Regions from separate parts of the Sus scrofa genome. Here region 2 is linked to region 1. The links are chromatin contacts, called in public Hi-C maps. All regions are on one chromosome and are shown on one strand. Each heading gives the region's core, a stretch centred on a gene start, on an enhancer-like site or on the middle of the called end of the contact. The rest is flanking DNA. Distances are from core to core; before and after follow the strand shown.

The links. Hi-C and Micro-C count contacts between places; a contact is called where the count stands out from the background.
Region 2: a Hi-C map of liver shows a contact between it and region 1, with 1.7 times the contacts expected there. The contact joins two enhancer-like sites. A contact is called at or near these places in 13 of 47 Hi-C or Micro-C datasets (alveolar macrophages, embryonic fibroblasts, epiblast stem cells and 7 more) and 1 of 2 datasets of contacts at active chromatin or transcription factors (skeletal muscle).

The regions. Positions count from the first base shown.
Region 1 is chr7:98,862,489-98,869,981 of Sscrofa11.1, reverse strand. The region is part of intron 9 of TTLL5 (tubulin polyglutamylase TTLL5); the gene reads right to left. Among named protein-coding and RNA genes, the nearest start is that of TTLL5, 44 kb to the right of the region's middle. Within about 2 kb of position 4,976, at least 59 of the 83 cell types and tissues checked have an H3K27ac peak or open chromatin away from gene starts, as enhancers often do. A contact at or near this core is called in fetal skeletal muscle and liver, where this site is marked.
Region 2 is chr7:99,078,087-99,085,579 of Sscrofa11.1, reverse strand. TTLL5 (tubulin polyglutamylase TTLL5) reads right to left here. Exons shown (of 32, transcript XM_021099539.1): 32 at 1-3,476. The coding sequence ends at 3,396. Among named protein-coding and RNA genes, the nearest start is that of TGFB3, 72 kb to the left of the region's middle. Within about 2 kb of position 4,504, at least 16 of the 83 cell types and tissues checked have an H3K27ac peak or open chromatin away from gene starts, as enhancers often do. A contact at or near this core is called in fetal skeletal muscle and liver, where this site is marked.

The sequences.
Region 1 (7,493 bases), core at 3,727-6,226:
TCAGTAAGGACAACATTATTAATGTTACAGTTCTACAGAGAAAAAAAAAAGGTAAGAAGTAAGAATTAGAGAAAAGGAGTTCCCGTCGTGGCGCAGTGGTTAACGAATCCGACTAGGAACCATGAGGTTGCAGGTTCGGTCCCTGCCCTTGCTCAGTGGGTTAACGATCCGGCGTTGCCGTGAGCTGTGGTGTAGGTTGCAGATGCGGCTCGGATCCCGCGTTGCTGTGGCTCTGGCATAGGCTGGTGGCTACAGCTCCGATTGGACCCCTAGCCTGGGAACCTCCATATGCCGTGGGATCGGCCCAAGAAATAGCAACAACAACAAAAGATAAAAGACAAAAAAAAAAAAGAATTAGAGAAAATAAAAACAGAAAACCTCAGTTCAGTGGAAATGGCACCCAAAGGGGCCGAAGTGCTGCACTGTTTCAGTCCCCACATAGAAGGGAGAAGAGCACGGAGAGAGGAGAGGCAGGTGTAAACACTCATCCCTCCCCCCAGTCCAGGAGGAATCTAATGGTTCTCACTCAAATCTGTATCAAACAGACCATATTCATCTCTGGTCACCATTTTCCAACATTTTTTTCTTAGTTTCTAGATCAGAGGTTCCACTAGTCTCAGATCTGGCCTACTAATCAAGTTCTGATTAATTCACAAAGATTTTCTTGTTTTTGTTTTAAACTTGAATAACTTGGCCAGATTTTTTTTCCCCCTGCTGTGGCATGCTGTCACTTGAGGTGCGATCTCAGTTCCCATACCAGGGACTGAACTAGGTTCGCAGTGATGAAAGTGGCTAGTCCTAACCTCTAGGCCACCAGGGAACTCCCATTTGGCCAACATTTAAAATTCAGATGTTCCTTCCTGAAGCCTGATGGCAGCCAGGGCCCATGTGAGGAAGTGGTAGACAGCATGGGAAGGCAGCCCAGTACAAGGAGGTTATCCAAGCAGGGTGGTGGCCCCACAGGGGGCCAAGTCCACACAAGGAGGACATCTGAATGGAGGGGTGACAGGGAGGTCAGGAGAGCCGCTGCATACAATTGAGTAAATAAATATGTTGAAGATAATGGAAGTCAGATTTCTCACTTTTGGAGAAAAGAAAAAAAACATGAAAAGGGAAAAAACTAGTATGAACCCTATGGTTTTGAGCTAGAATTGGAGGCATGAGTATGAACCCCTGCTCTTCAACACAGTGACATAGAAATAAATAAGATGTAAGTTTGTACGTGTAATGTATACGTACATGTAGGTATATCCACACACACGCTTTCTAGGTCTCTCCACTGCGAGGACCTGAGAACAGAGACACCCCAGAACACTGACTGTTTCTAGCACTAGATCTCGATTTCTCAATAGTATCTTCCATTATAAGCAACCACTGCTCCTTGGAGAAAAGGGCTGATTCAGGGCTGGGGCAGAAAAGAAGATGAACCTGAAATTTCCTGTGCTCAAAGAATAAGGGGACAAGTCAAAAGGACACAAAAGCCAGCTTAAAGGGGCTGCCATTGGCCAAATCTGGGACAATTTGGGCATCGAAGTAAATCATTACAGTAAAGGATTATAACCCATTACATAACACAAGAATCCTTAAGTCCACATTGGTGGATATAAATAAATAAACAAGATGGAAAGAAAACTCCTGGGAGTAAAATGCCAAATACTAAAAAGGAATGATAGGACTAGAAAATCATCATCTGATGGTGGATTAGAAAATCACCACCATGGAAATAATTCATCCAGGCAAGAAAGGTCAATACATACTAAAATTACTGGGTGAAAATGATGAAGGGTGAGATTTTGCAAGGTCTCAAAGTATCTCTTCATAAGATATTAATTGCAGAGGGGACAACAAAGTAACTTTGCAGTGGAGAAATCTGGCAGATATCCTCGTTTTTTAAAATTATATAAATTATCTTTATTAATTTTGTTTTTTTATGTAGATTTAAATTAAATTCTGGGGTTACTTGCTTTCAGCCTGAAGAACTATTTTCAGTATTTCTTATAAGATGGATCTACTAGAAACAAATTCTGTTTTATTTTTATTTGGGAAAGTCTTAATTTAACCTTCATTTTTTTTCTCTTTGTTTAATTACTTAATGAATTTTATTACATTTACAAGTGTACAACAATCATCACAACCAAATTTTTAAAGCAGATATCCTCTTAATCAAGCGGTCAAACACCACTAAACAGTTATGTGCCATTCGAAATCAGGCAATGAGAACACAGCATCGCTTCCGTAACATCCTAGGCAAAAATATTTACTGTGAATCTCATTATGAAAAAAAATCAGACAAACCCAAATTGAGGGCCATTCTACAAAATGACTACCCTAAATCTTCAAAACTGCTGAAGTCATAGAGTTCCACTGTGGCTCAGGGGAAACGAACCCAACTAGCATCCATGAGGATGACGGTTCGATCCTTTGCCCCACTCAGTGTGTTACGGATCCGCATCGCCATGAGCTGTGGTCACACTTACAGCTCGGATCCCGCGTTGCTGTGGCTGTGGCATAGGCCTGAAGCTGTAGCTCCAATTCGATCTCTAGCCTGGGAACTTCCATATGCCTCGGGTGCAGCCATAAAAAAAGAAAAAAATAATAATAATGAAGTCATAAAAGTCAAGGAAAGACTGAGTTAATGTTTCAGAGCAAAGAGACTAAAGAGACTCGGCAACTAAATATAACATGTGACCCTGGATTTGGATCCTTCTGCTATAAAGAACACTATCAGGACAGTTGGTCGAATTTGAATGTGTCTCTAGACAAAATACTATTTTTACAGGTTTTCTTTAACTTTGAAATGGTTTCAAAATTAAACGTTTAAAAACAAAAGTAAGTTTCTCAATAAAAATCTAGATTTTTCAGCCTTAAAAAACCAGAAGATCTGGCAATACTACCTATCTTAGTCCATTTGGGCTGCTATAACAAAATACTATAAACTATGTAGTTTATAAACAACAGGAATTTAGTTCTCATAGTTCTGGAGGCTTGAGGTCCAAGACTAAGATGCAGGCAGATAGACAGCACCTTCTTACTGTGCCCTCACAGGGCAGAAAGGGTGAGAAATTTCTCCAGGGCTCTTTTATAAAAGGGCACTAATCATTCACGAGGGCTCCACCCTCATGACCTAATTACCTCTCAAAACGCCCACCTTCAGGGAGTTCCCGTCATGGCGCAGTGGTTAACGAATCCGACTAGGAACCATGAGGTTGCGGGTTCAATCCCTGCCCTTGCTCAGTGGGTTAACGATCCGGCGTTGCCGTGAGCTGTGGTGTAGGTTGCAGACACGGCTCGGATCCCTCGTTGCTGTGGCTCTGGCATAGGCCGGTGGCTACAGCTCCGATTGGACCCCTAGCCTGGGAACCTCCATATGCCGCAGGAGCGGCCCAAGAAATAGCAACAACAACAACAACAAAAAAAAAACAACTCCCACCTTCAAATAACACCACCTTGAGAGTTAGGATTTTAATATGTAAACCTGGGAGGTCACATTCAGATCACAGCACCACCATGCATCACAGACTTGTTGCCACTGAATAGTAAATGCCCTTTAGATGGTACATGTGAGCTCTGGTTCTCCAGTCTCCACCTAGCCAGCTGTTTAGTCAATGTCCTTGTGAACACTGAGGTTTGCGATTTGTGATTTAGATCTTCACATTTCATATTTCATCCTAGTTAGGTCTGAAAGCATCAACACAATTCTTTTATTAGAAACAACCTAAAAGTGGTAATTCTCTACTAGCTAGCCTAGGACCAAGTTTGCAAATACTTCTCCTAACACACATACTGAAATTTACATGAGGAATTGAGTCTTGAACCACCTCCTTAATGAAATCAAGCTTTAGGAAAAGCTCTCAAGACAGAATTTCATAGCCTTGACCTTTAAGCCTAAAAAGGGGGGGGGGGGCAGGGAGAGGGAGCAAGAGAGAGAAAGAAAAAAAAGGTGGGGGGGAACTCTACTTTTTTTGCCAAATCAGAAACTCTGGGTACTATTTCACAACCTACTGATGAGTAGAGAACTATACGTCCATTTTTTTTTTTTTTTTGGTACACACTAAAACATATTAGATTATCTTTATTCTAATAGACAATAAATTCTTTTTATTTTGCTTTTTAGGGCCACACCCATGGCACATGGAGGTTCCCAGGCTAGGGGTCAGTTAGGAACTACAGCTACAGGTCTATCCCACAGCCACAGTAACATGGGATCTGAGCCTCATCTGCAACCTATACCGCAGCTCATGGCAACGTCAGATCCTTAACCCACTGAGCGAGGCCCGGGATTGAACACGCATCCTCATGGATACTAGTCGGGTTCATAACCCACTGAGCCACAACAGGAACTCCTCTGACAATAAATTCTTAAATCAAAAGCTGTATTTTCTTTTTGCTTTCGAATGTTTCTCAATGAGAATGAAGACAATGGTAATAATTTGTCTAAAACTCTTGAGTGAGTGAGTGTGTGTGTGTGTGTGTGTGTGTGTGTGAAGGAAGGGTCTCGCTGTTAGACATACAGTAGGTACCTGACAGGCACTAAATGAAACCACACCTGAGTTGCTGGTTCAGGAGCTCTACTACATGGACCTCAAACGGGAAGGAAAACACAGTTAGTGGGGTCCTTTCACCTCTCCTTTGTTCTATGAACACGAGACCACAGTCAGTCCCTGAGAGTCTAGATGGAGGATAGTTAAACCACACATTTATTCTAACAAACATTCACTGCAAACACACAAAGTAAGGGGAGGGCAGCTCTGAGGAGACCCTGGCTGTGGCGGACACGTTATCTTTCAGCAGGTGTAGCCATTCAGAGCCACAAAGGCCTGGAGGATCAAGAGACAGCGCCTCAGGCAGCCGTGCCAGGAGCCACTGGGTTTCATCCTGCCCTGACCCAGAAAAATCTTATGGAAGAGAACAAGAGGCCCAAGAGCTCTCTGATCTGCTGTCAACCAGCTGCGGCCGGGAGACTGCCAAAGTGCTGCAGTGACGAGGCAGCGCCCTGCGGAGCCGTCTGGGAGGGGATTACCAGCCTGATCCCCTGGTCCTCAGAGCCAGAAATGACTCAAACTTCACAAACAGCAAGGGCCTGCCAGGGAGGGTGACAATGAGCGCTGGAGAGGGTTTTCTCCCCCTTGTCGGTGTCTCTCCCCTCCTCCTGCTGCTGTGGCAGATTCTGGACAGTGTGCAGCCCGTGAGGTAATCTGAATTCCTTGGCAACCGGCAAGTACCTGAATTCTTTCAAAACCACAGGAATCCAGCAGAGAAAAGGTAAATATCCCTGCGGAGCCAGTGTTAATTAGCAAGGAAGGCTACTGAAGAAGGAACTGGGGGCGGGGAGCAAGGGAGAGGCATTACAAATGCTTCGGGATCTTTTCTGAGTTTCCACTGAATAATATGGCTGAGGCCAAAGAGAGGCAGTCCCCGACCAGACCAACCGGGGCCTCCTCGGGCCTTCTCGGCATCCCCTTCTCCCACCTCCGCCGTGTGGGTGGAGCTCCCCCAGTTCCCTGGATGGGCTCTTTCATCCCCCCCACCCCACCCCAGTTGCTAGCGCTACCTAGCTTTGGGTCTCTGACAGCACATTTGGTTTTCAACTCAATTTTGTTTTAACTTTCTTTTTCAACTTTTTATTTTTCCTCTTTCAGCGAAAATTTGGCTGTTAGCTTTGTCTCAAAAAGGGCCTTCACAAATGGTTTAGACCACATACTGGATCCACCTAAAACTGTAAAATCCAGGACAAAGTCTTTCTGGATTCCACCTCTGAAAGGAAAAAGAGCCTGCACCATTTTGGTAGAGAACAGCACCCCTCTTTGGAAACCGGAGTGTCCCCTGCTGGTGCCAAACAACAACATACGAGGAAAGTCAAAAAGCAGGAAGGGGCAAAACACTGGACTCAAATACTACTGACACCATTTTTTAAAACGTCTCAATATTTTGTCCACATATAAGAAGAAGAGAGTTTTTCTACTTCCCATGTTAATAAGACAAGGACAACTGAAATTACTAGTCTAGAAAAAAAGCATTTAGGGTCTTTTGCTTTAGTAAATCTAAGAAGGTAAAGAATTTACACAAAATTCTTACTTCACAGAACCGTCTTATGAAATGAACTTAACCTTTCCGTCACCTAAGCATGACTTCTGAGGCCCCAAACAGAAATGATACGGGTTCTAAAAAAGGAGACCAATGACACTGCTGCCAGTTCTGTCTCTTTAGGAAAGATGATGGTTTTCCTTGTTGAGCCTCAAAGTAAAATGTTTGAGTGATCTCATCCCAAACTGATTATCTTCAGTAATGTCCATATAAAACACACGTGACCCAAGGTTACTAGAGACTGCAGATCTGGAGATGCTGTAGACTATTGTTGAGAGTAATGACACAATCGAGCGGATTCTGCGGATTAAAAAGAAGCAGAGGAACGCCAAGATACACAGCGGTTAAGACACAGCAACTTAGGCGCATGGAAGTTATTGCACAGAGCAATGCACCCTTGCAGGACTGGCTAATAGCCTGTCATAATGTATTATCCTCTTGTAAAGCTTTATTATTCACCTATGCTTTTAGGTAAAATGAGCCAAAGCCCTGAAAATTCATATTTTTTGGTTCAATTTAATCCAAGTTTTAAAAAAGCTGTTTTCCAAATTATTCTGAGAAAAAGCATCCACTAAAAAAAATTATGGACACATACTCAGTTCCTGCTGGAGGCATGAGAACAGAGTCACTCAATTCAGTGGGTTCTGACTTCCCACACACAGCCAATAGCCAGAGCACTTGCATGTCTGTAGTAAATTTTATAATAAATATTGGTATTGCAATCTGAATCACTTTGCATCTGAACCACTGAGGTTTTAAAACTATGCCAGATTTTACCAACAGAGAGGCTATTAATACTGCGGGTGAAGTACCTTTGGAATAATATGCAAAACATACTGCTATGATATCCTTGAGAAACAGCATGACCTTGAGGTCTCTGCCCTATTCAGGAAGCCCAGTTGATGGCAGGACATAATCAGCTCCCAAGAAGGGGAGAGGAAACAAGCTGGGCGAAGATGAGTGGAAGCAGGAGGGTGAAGGAGCTCATGGCACACAGAGGGAAACAGGGACATCTCAAATTACAAAATGAAAAATCTTCAGCACCTTATACACCTGAGCAGAAGCAAGGGGCCTATTTCACCTTCTTTTTGTCCTAGATACTATGGATATTCAGCTTTCATCCCTATACTTCAAAATGTGAGAGCACGGGTGTTTAAAAAACACTACAGAAAACTTCTTTCCTATGAAAATCTGTTTAGTAGTTAGTAGTTAGTTTGTGCCCAGATACCTGGTTCAGCCCTTTATCTAAAAACCAAGGAATATTTTAGCAATGCCCCCCTACCCTCCTGCCCCAGCTTAGTTTTCAAGGATCTAGAGAACAGAACTAGGGAGATTCAGTGGCCTTCGGTGTTTCCCAAGGTTCAAACTCAGAAATCTTAGTTAAAAATATGACCGGGCTTATAAATGGT
Region 2 (7,493 bases), core at 3,255-5,754, 220 kb before region 1:
GCTGGTTACTTGCCCAATTCTGAACTACAAGAATAAACAGGATCTTTTTCCACCAAAGCCAATGGATGATACACAGGATGGCACAAATCTGCTACAAGATGCAGTGGTAGGTACAACTCTAACAATCCAGGGGGCCAGGCATTTTTTCCAGACGTGTGTGCTTCTGTAATATAAATGTAATAGGAGAAAGGAGCCACTGCACGCCCCTGTCTCTTTATTAACAAAGTAGTAATTGTTAACAATTGAGGAATCATCACTCCTCTCTTGGGACTTTGCCAGCCCAGCAAGAGACAATATCAGTTTTCAGATGTTATCTCAGTGGTCCATTTCTTAATCCATTTCAGAAATAGATTTCCCTGGTTTTCTTTAAGGCAAACGAACCCCCTTTGAGTCGGTTCTTAGAAGTAACCCCCTTCAGCCCCCTAAACTGAAAATCAGGCTTCTTCCTCCCCTACTCCCATCCAGGTTGTTCTGCTATGCTTGAGTTTTGTTGCTGAATGTAGACAGAGTTACTAAATGAAATGAAAGAGGCCTCAGGACAGGAAAGCACGACATTTCAATGGCTGGCAGCCAGGCAATTCTGCCATGTGGAGGGATCCACATCCTTCTTGTGTGGCTACAGCCAGAGTGAGACTAGCAAAACACACACTGTTAAAACAGCGCTTGTGCAATACAGCCTATAATGAAGTGAGTGCTGTGACCTGTTGTTTAGAACTGGGTGATACTAACCGAATTGATTCTGAATTTCATCTGGTTCCTTGTATTACAAACCAAAGCTATTCTTCTATTGCTGTGTGTTCTAAGAATGTACATGGTGGGTATGGTGAGCTAAAGTCAGTGCGGCCAAGGAGGAGGTGAGAACGAGGCTTGGCAAGAAATAGCTGACTTTACTGCCAGGTTCCAGGGTGGGGGGTCACTGCATACCACCCATGGTCACAGGGGCAAACACCAGTGTGCTCAGGGGACCGAAGACAGCAGTGAGGGGGAAGTCTATGCAGGGCATTGATAACAGCTTAAGACTGGCCAGTCTGAATAATTCTAGTGGGCTCTGGGCTACAGGGGTGGTCTCTAGTTGCCTGGCCCCTGGTACTGGAGTGATTTCGGGCCAGGGGACTTTTGACTTGCCATGTGAGAGTTCAATAAGGAGGTGGATGGGGCTATAAGCTTGGGATGGGCTGGTCTGTATGTAAAAGGCATGCTCGTGGGCAAGGCGTTCTTACCTTTAGGAATTAAAGGAGAAGTCTCTCCCTGGGTCTGTGCGTACCCAAACACCAAAGCATCAAGAATACAGAAAATATAGTTAATATAATTGACTCTGTGATGCATGGGTGCCAAATTGACAACACAGAATAAAAGACACAGAACAATGCATTTGTTTAAATATGACCTTGCCTGGGGCAACATATTGGGATCTCAAATAGCCTTTAGTCCCCAATATCCTTCAGCACATTTGCCTCATTCTTTGATAAGTACAACTGATGTTTTTTTTTCAGTCTTATATAACATGTTATGCAAACACACTTCAAATTCTCGAATCTAACCTGACTGCCTCGCTAAACTGATATATGAAGAGGTTCTGGGACTGTCACAGCTGGTGATGACATTTTTTGTGGCTGTGGCTGAAAGGACCTCTGCTCAAGCAATGGTTCTGCCTACGCTGCATTTACAAGAACAAAGCGTGCCTCTGGGTGATGGGCTGTGGACTCTGCCTCTTTACCTGGTAACCTAGCTAACTACTCTGCCATCTGCCAGGCTGGTGGGCCTGCCTCTAAAGCCGGCTGGCAGTTATGCTGTGCCCAGTGTCTTCTGGGTCCACACACACTTGGCATGTGGTCTCACCACTGCCATTTGGGATCACCCACCCCTGGCTCACATACAGCCAAGGCTCTGCAGTGCTGTGTTTGCAACAGAAATTTAAATGTTGAGAGATGGGATCTTTCCCAAGGCCTCTTTGCTGATGATCCTATTTTGCCATGTAATGTTCTGGGTGGATTGTAAGGGATACTCATGAAATAGGTTCAAGGAAAGCGATATTACAACTGCGGCAAGTCCAAGTCTCACAGCGCTGGAAACGGATGGACATTAGTACTTCTTGGCAGGCCATTGGTTTGGTTTGGAGCTTGATGTCATATTCATTCTTCTGGCTGCCAGTCTCCTGAAGGAAATATTGACCTTCTTGCTTTAGTTTTCTATATTTTATGAGTCGTTCCTCACCGGATAGGCTGCTCAGTATCAGAATTAAAGGACCATTGGCTAAGTATTACTAATAAAATTCTGGTTGTTTTCAGTTTCTCTGGTACATTTTGGTAGATGACCAAGCCATGGATTTGGTGTTCTCTTCTCTCTTCTTATTCCTTTTTGGAAGGAGTTTAGATGGGCTGGGGAAAGATATTTGAAGCTTTCTGATCCAATGTAAATGAATCCTGTGGTGGGTAAATAATTTTCCTCCCTCCCTTGCTCTCCTGGGGTAGTTTGATGAATAATGCTTCTCAAATAAGTTTATAAATATTCTCCTAGAGGTAAGAAGAGTATTAAGCTCATAGCAGGTGTGCCATTAATGCATTAGTGTGTAGGGTAAAGCAAAGAGGAAAGGAATCATTAAAACCTTGAGGTTTCACAGAATTTTCTGAAAAGTTTTGAAGGCCATAGCTGGCAACAAAATACTGGGGGCCACTTTGGTGAAGTGTGGGTACAGCCTTATCAAGTCAGGTCATTCCTTCAGTGTAGAAGCTCTTTCTGTATGGGTGGAAGGATGGGGTTTATAGTTTGTTTTGCGTCCAATTACGGTACGTTTATCTTAAGTAACTCAGAGAAAAAGCATAATTAATCAATCTCACCAAAAAGTTTTAAAAAAATTTTGCTTCCTGACTGACTCCCATTATCTAAAGGTCTAGTTCACAAACTACCCATCTGCAGTCTAAAAGTCTTCTTTAATAATCATCTTTAATAATAACTATTCATTCTCTTTAGATGCTATTGCAATTTGACTGTCAAATATCATGCTTTTCAATACATCTGTTACATTTTACCTGTGATAACTCAATTATGGCTTTAGTTTCTTTCTTTGATCAGTCTCAATGCCCCCTTACTTTTAATCAAAAGCCTCCATGATAGCAAGGACATTTCTTACTGCCACAGCGCCACCTACTGGTAGGTCAATACAGAAGCAAGCCAGTGGTAGCTTAACTGATCCACGGTTTTGGAGAGTCCTGCCTGAGCTTTGTTTTATAAAATGTCAATTTCCTTGTCATTTTGAGAAACTATCACTTCTCTTGATAGCTATTAAATCTCTTGCTGTGGTATAAAGTCAGCAAGTTATAATAAAAAACTATGCTTTTATTTCTTACTGTTACCTTAAATTGGCCCTGACTTCACCGACTTTGATTTTCTCTGTCCTATAACTGTAGCAAGAGTTCCAGATTGTGTGGGCAAGGGTTTGGATCTGGCGAAAACAATTTGGGGAGCTTCCAAAGATCCTGAAAAATGTAAAAAAAACAAAAAACAAAAAACCCCTACTTAACACTTTATTTGATCTTGGCTGAAAGGACAAGCGGTCAAGCAAGGTTTTAGGGGATCATCGTTTTCCCTGATGTTGGTGCCCCAAACACCGAATCTATCCTTTCTCTCTTGCTTTCTAACAACATAAAAGTGGGTAATCAGCCCAAACTCTTGTCCCTTGGGTTCTGGGGAGAGAAGAACGTTTGGGGCACAGCAGAGGGTATAAGACACCAGGGTGAGCATCTCAAGAGCTTTATTTATTTTTATTATTAATCTATTATTCTTAAGCCGCCCCAGATCTCCAAAAGGTATACAATACATGTGAAAAGAACAAGAATATTACAGTAAAAATAGGTCATTCTGCCGAGAGCTGCCAGGAAAATAATTTCACTTGAAAGTCAGAGTGATTTCTAGGTCCTTAGGGTTTAAGCTCCACTGGGTTTACTTTATATTAAAATGAGTTCCTTTTTCTTGTTGTCTCACTGATAATGTGAGCAGGCAGAGGCACCCTGACCTGCTGCTGCCTCGTTCCCATGCAAAGAGCCTAAACCTACAGTGGATTTTTTCAGGGCCCCAAATGACAAACACTTAACAAGGCACTGCTTCTCACTTTCCCTAAATGAAATCCAGCATCGGTGTTCAAAAAGTGTAAGGTCCCTTTCTCCAACTATAGATCAATAAAAGAGTTAAAAAAACAAAAACCAACCAACCAACCAAACAAAAAAACACCACAGTTGGGGGGAGGGGAGCATGTAGAGGCTGGGCTCCAGGACAGGAAAAGCTTAGGCGGAAGCTAAGGGCCAGGGATGAGGGCAGCTGGGATGCTTCAGGCCCTACAGCAACGGTAGTTTACGCCATCAAATCAGCACGAGAGAAATGCCAGTTATCTAATCTGTTGCTCTCTGCTATTTTAGTTCACTATCATCACTTCAGAACTCAAGAAGAACACCATGGTTATAAAGAAGGAAGGCCAATGGCTTTGGCTTTGAGCCAGAGGCCCTCACTCCAGCTTCCTTCTCAAATTTCCAAATTTGCTGACTCTACACCTTCCCTTCTATAGCAAACACAGAATATATAGCCTGAGGTAGGGAAGTCAAGGAAAGTAACATTCATGGAGCATTCCAGGCACTCTGCTAAGGGCTTTCACATTCACTACCTCATTTAATGTTCATAATAAGAAGAATGTCACTAAGCCACCATCAGCAGGAAAGGACTCCGAGTTGTTTTTCAACAGTGCCCTGGGATGAACCACTATCTCATTCAGACTGCCTGCTGAACAAGGTCACACAGCTTTAAGGCCTGCTTGGCTAGACTTGGGGGAGGGTCAAGGGGTCAGGAAACAGACTTTTGCTATATTCATGGACTCAATAACTGAGTTAACTTGACCAGACAGGGCTAAATACCTTTCATAGTCAGTCTAGTGATTCCTATACAGGCAGAACTTCCCAACTCAGAGAGACGTGTAAACTTTTTGACTTATTATGGGGGTTGTTTTTCCCTCTTGTAGGTTTAAAGAAAAATGTTTTAAAAAGCAACCTAACCTTCTCCTTTTTATAGGATACTCTTCTGAACCCCTAGAAGAACACCTTTAAATCTATGTGTAATAGAGAAGAACATAATTTGTAGTTGAAATGCTGACGTGTCAGGGAGTTATTTCTAGCTTTATAAATAGTTCTAATAAGGTTAGTTATTATTATATTGCTAAGTGTTTTATTGGGAATGTGGAAAATGCCTGAGCCTTGCTACATCATGTTCATCAGTATTTCTTTAAGGATCAGGAACACCGGGAAAGTCACAGAAGAGAAATACGTTCGACGGACTTTTTAGAGGTCTAGAGTTATTTAGAGACAAAAGAAGAAGAACTTCTCCTTGCTCTGTTTTCTTTTTTTTTTTCTTTTTTTTTTTTTTTGTCTTTTTGCTATTTCTTTGGGCCGCTCCCGCGGCATATGGAGGTTCCCAGGCTAGGGGTCAAATCGGAGCTGTAGCCACTGGCCTACGCCAGAGCCACAGCAACGCAGAATCCGAGCCGCGTCTGTAACCTACACCACAGCTCACGGCAACGCCAGATCCTTAACCCACTGAGCAAGGCCAGGGACAGAACCCGCAACCTCATGGTTCCTACTCGGATTCGTTAACCACTGCGCCACGACGGGAACTCCTCCTTGCTCTGTTTTCATCACAAATTCAGTACAACTGTTATAAAAACTTCTAAGTAACGCCAACAATCAGTAAATATTAATTCATGATCAAGATGCTGAAAGCATGACCAACGTGGCCCCTCAAATTTCCCCCTTCCTCAGCCAGAGTGCATGCAAAGAGTTCAATTATGTACTTAATTTACCAATTAGACATGTAAATAAAATGAGCAGGCTTCCTGGATCTGCCAAGCTTTGTACACCTGTCCAGCCTCAGCAAATGTGAAGAGCTGCAGGGGCCCTCACTGCTGTATCTCATGGAGACCCTTGCAACCAGTCCCAGGTTATCTTAGCCACACTTCTCAGGCCGTACGAGTTCCAGGTGGAAATTTAACTTCCTTAAAAATAACTGCAGTGTTTTAGTAATTCTTTTGGGGTCCCCTGACGGGGGTAGACTATACACTCATCACAATCAGATGTATCTTTTTTTTTTTTTTTTTTTTTTTTTTTAAGTGCTGCACCCATGGCATATGGAGGTTCCCAGGCTAGGGGTCTAATCAGAGCTACGGCTGCTGGCTACAGCCACAGCCAGAGCCACACCAAATCTGAGCCGAATCTGCGACCTACACCATAGCTCATGGCAACGCCGGATCCTTAACCCACTGAGCGAGGCCAGTGATTGAACCCACAACCTCATGGTTCCGAGTCGGATTTGTTTCTGCTGCACCACGACAGGAACTCCCATCAGATATATTTTGAATTCAGATTCAAAAAGTTTAAGTGGAGAATAAAATCTACTCTTCTCATAGGATTATCTGACTCAGATGCAGTAATAGTGCCGTTCTCTTTATATTGCTTCCTTTGGCTCTCAGAGTAAGCCTATGATGCAGATGTAAGTAGCCTCATGATACCGTCAAAGTAATCAGACTCCTCAGCGAGCCTGGTCATTTTAAGGTGTACTGGGTCACACACACACCCCCTCGCAGCTGGGCCTTAAACTCCTTCACGGCTCCCCACTGCTCTCAGGAACAAGCTCCCTCCACGGCTTAGAGGCTGACCTTGTACCTCTACAGCCTCTTGCCACTCCCTGCTCATCCCTGGTCCCCAGCCACACTGACCCCTGAGGTCAGCACCAGCTCCCTTCCCACACTGTTCCACCCCACATCCCCAACTCTCCTGGCTGACCTGTCCATAGTCAGACTCCCGCAAAGATGCTTATTCCTCTAGGAAGCCCGCCCCAATCCCTAAAGCGCTTGGGCCAGGTTGCTTGGCTTCAAATACTGCCCCACCATTTACTAGCTGCGAGGTTTTACTTGTTTATTATTATTATCTTTTTCTTTTTTGGCCACCACGTGGCATAGGGACTTCCCTTTTGAGCCAGGTATCTGGATCAGAGCCGTAGTTGTGACCTACACTGCAGCCAGTGCAACACAGGATCCTTAACCCACTGTGCCGGGCTAGGGATCCAACTTGAGTCCCAGCACTCCAGAGACACCACTGATCCTGTTGCACCACAGTGAGAACTCCCAGCTGGGAGGTTTTAAGTGCATTTCATAATCTGTGCCTTTATTGCTTCAGCCATGAAATGGGGAACACAGCTCCTATATTATACGCCCATTTTGTGAACAAATGAGTTGTGACATGTAAAGCATTCAGGACTGTGCCTGACACATAGCAAGCGCTCAGCCAACTCTGTCTATTATTCTGAGTCCCCAGTGCCTGCTAGTCCCCCCTCCCAGGCTCCCCAGGGCAGGGGCTGTCTGGTTCACCTTACGTGCCTCAGTGCCCAACATGCTACTTTCTCAAGAAGGCTCAAAAATAAGTATTTGTTGAATTGAATCCAAGTGATTTGCTTTCAAT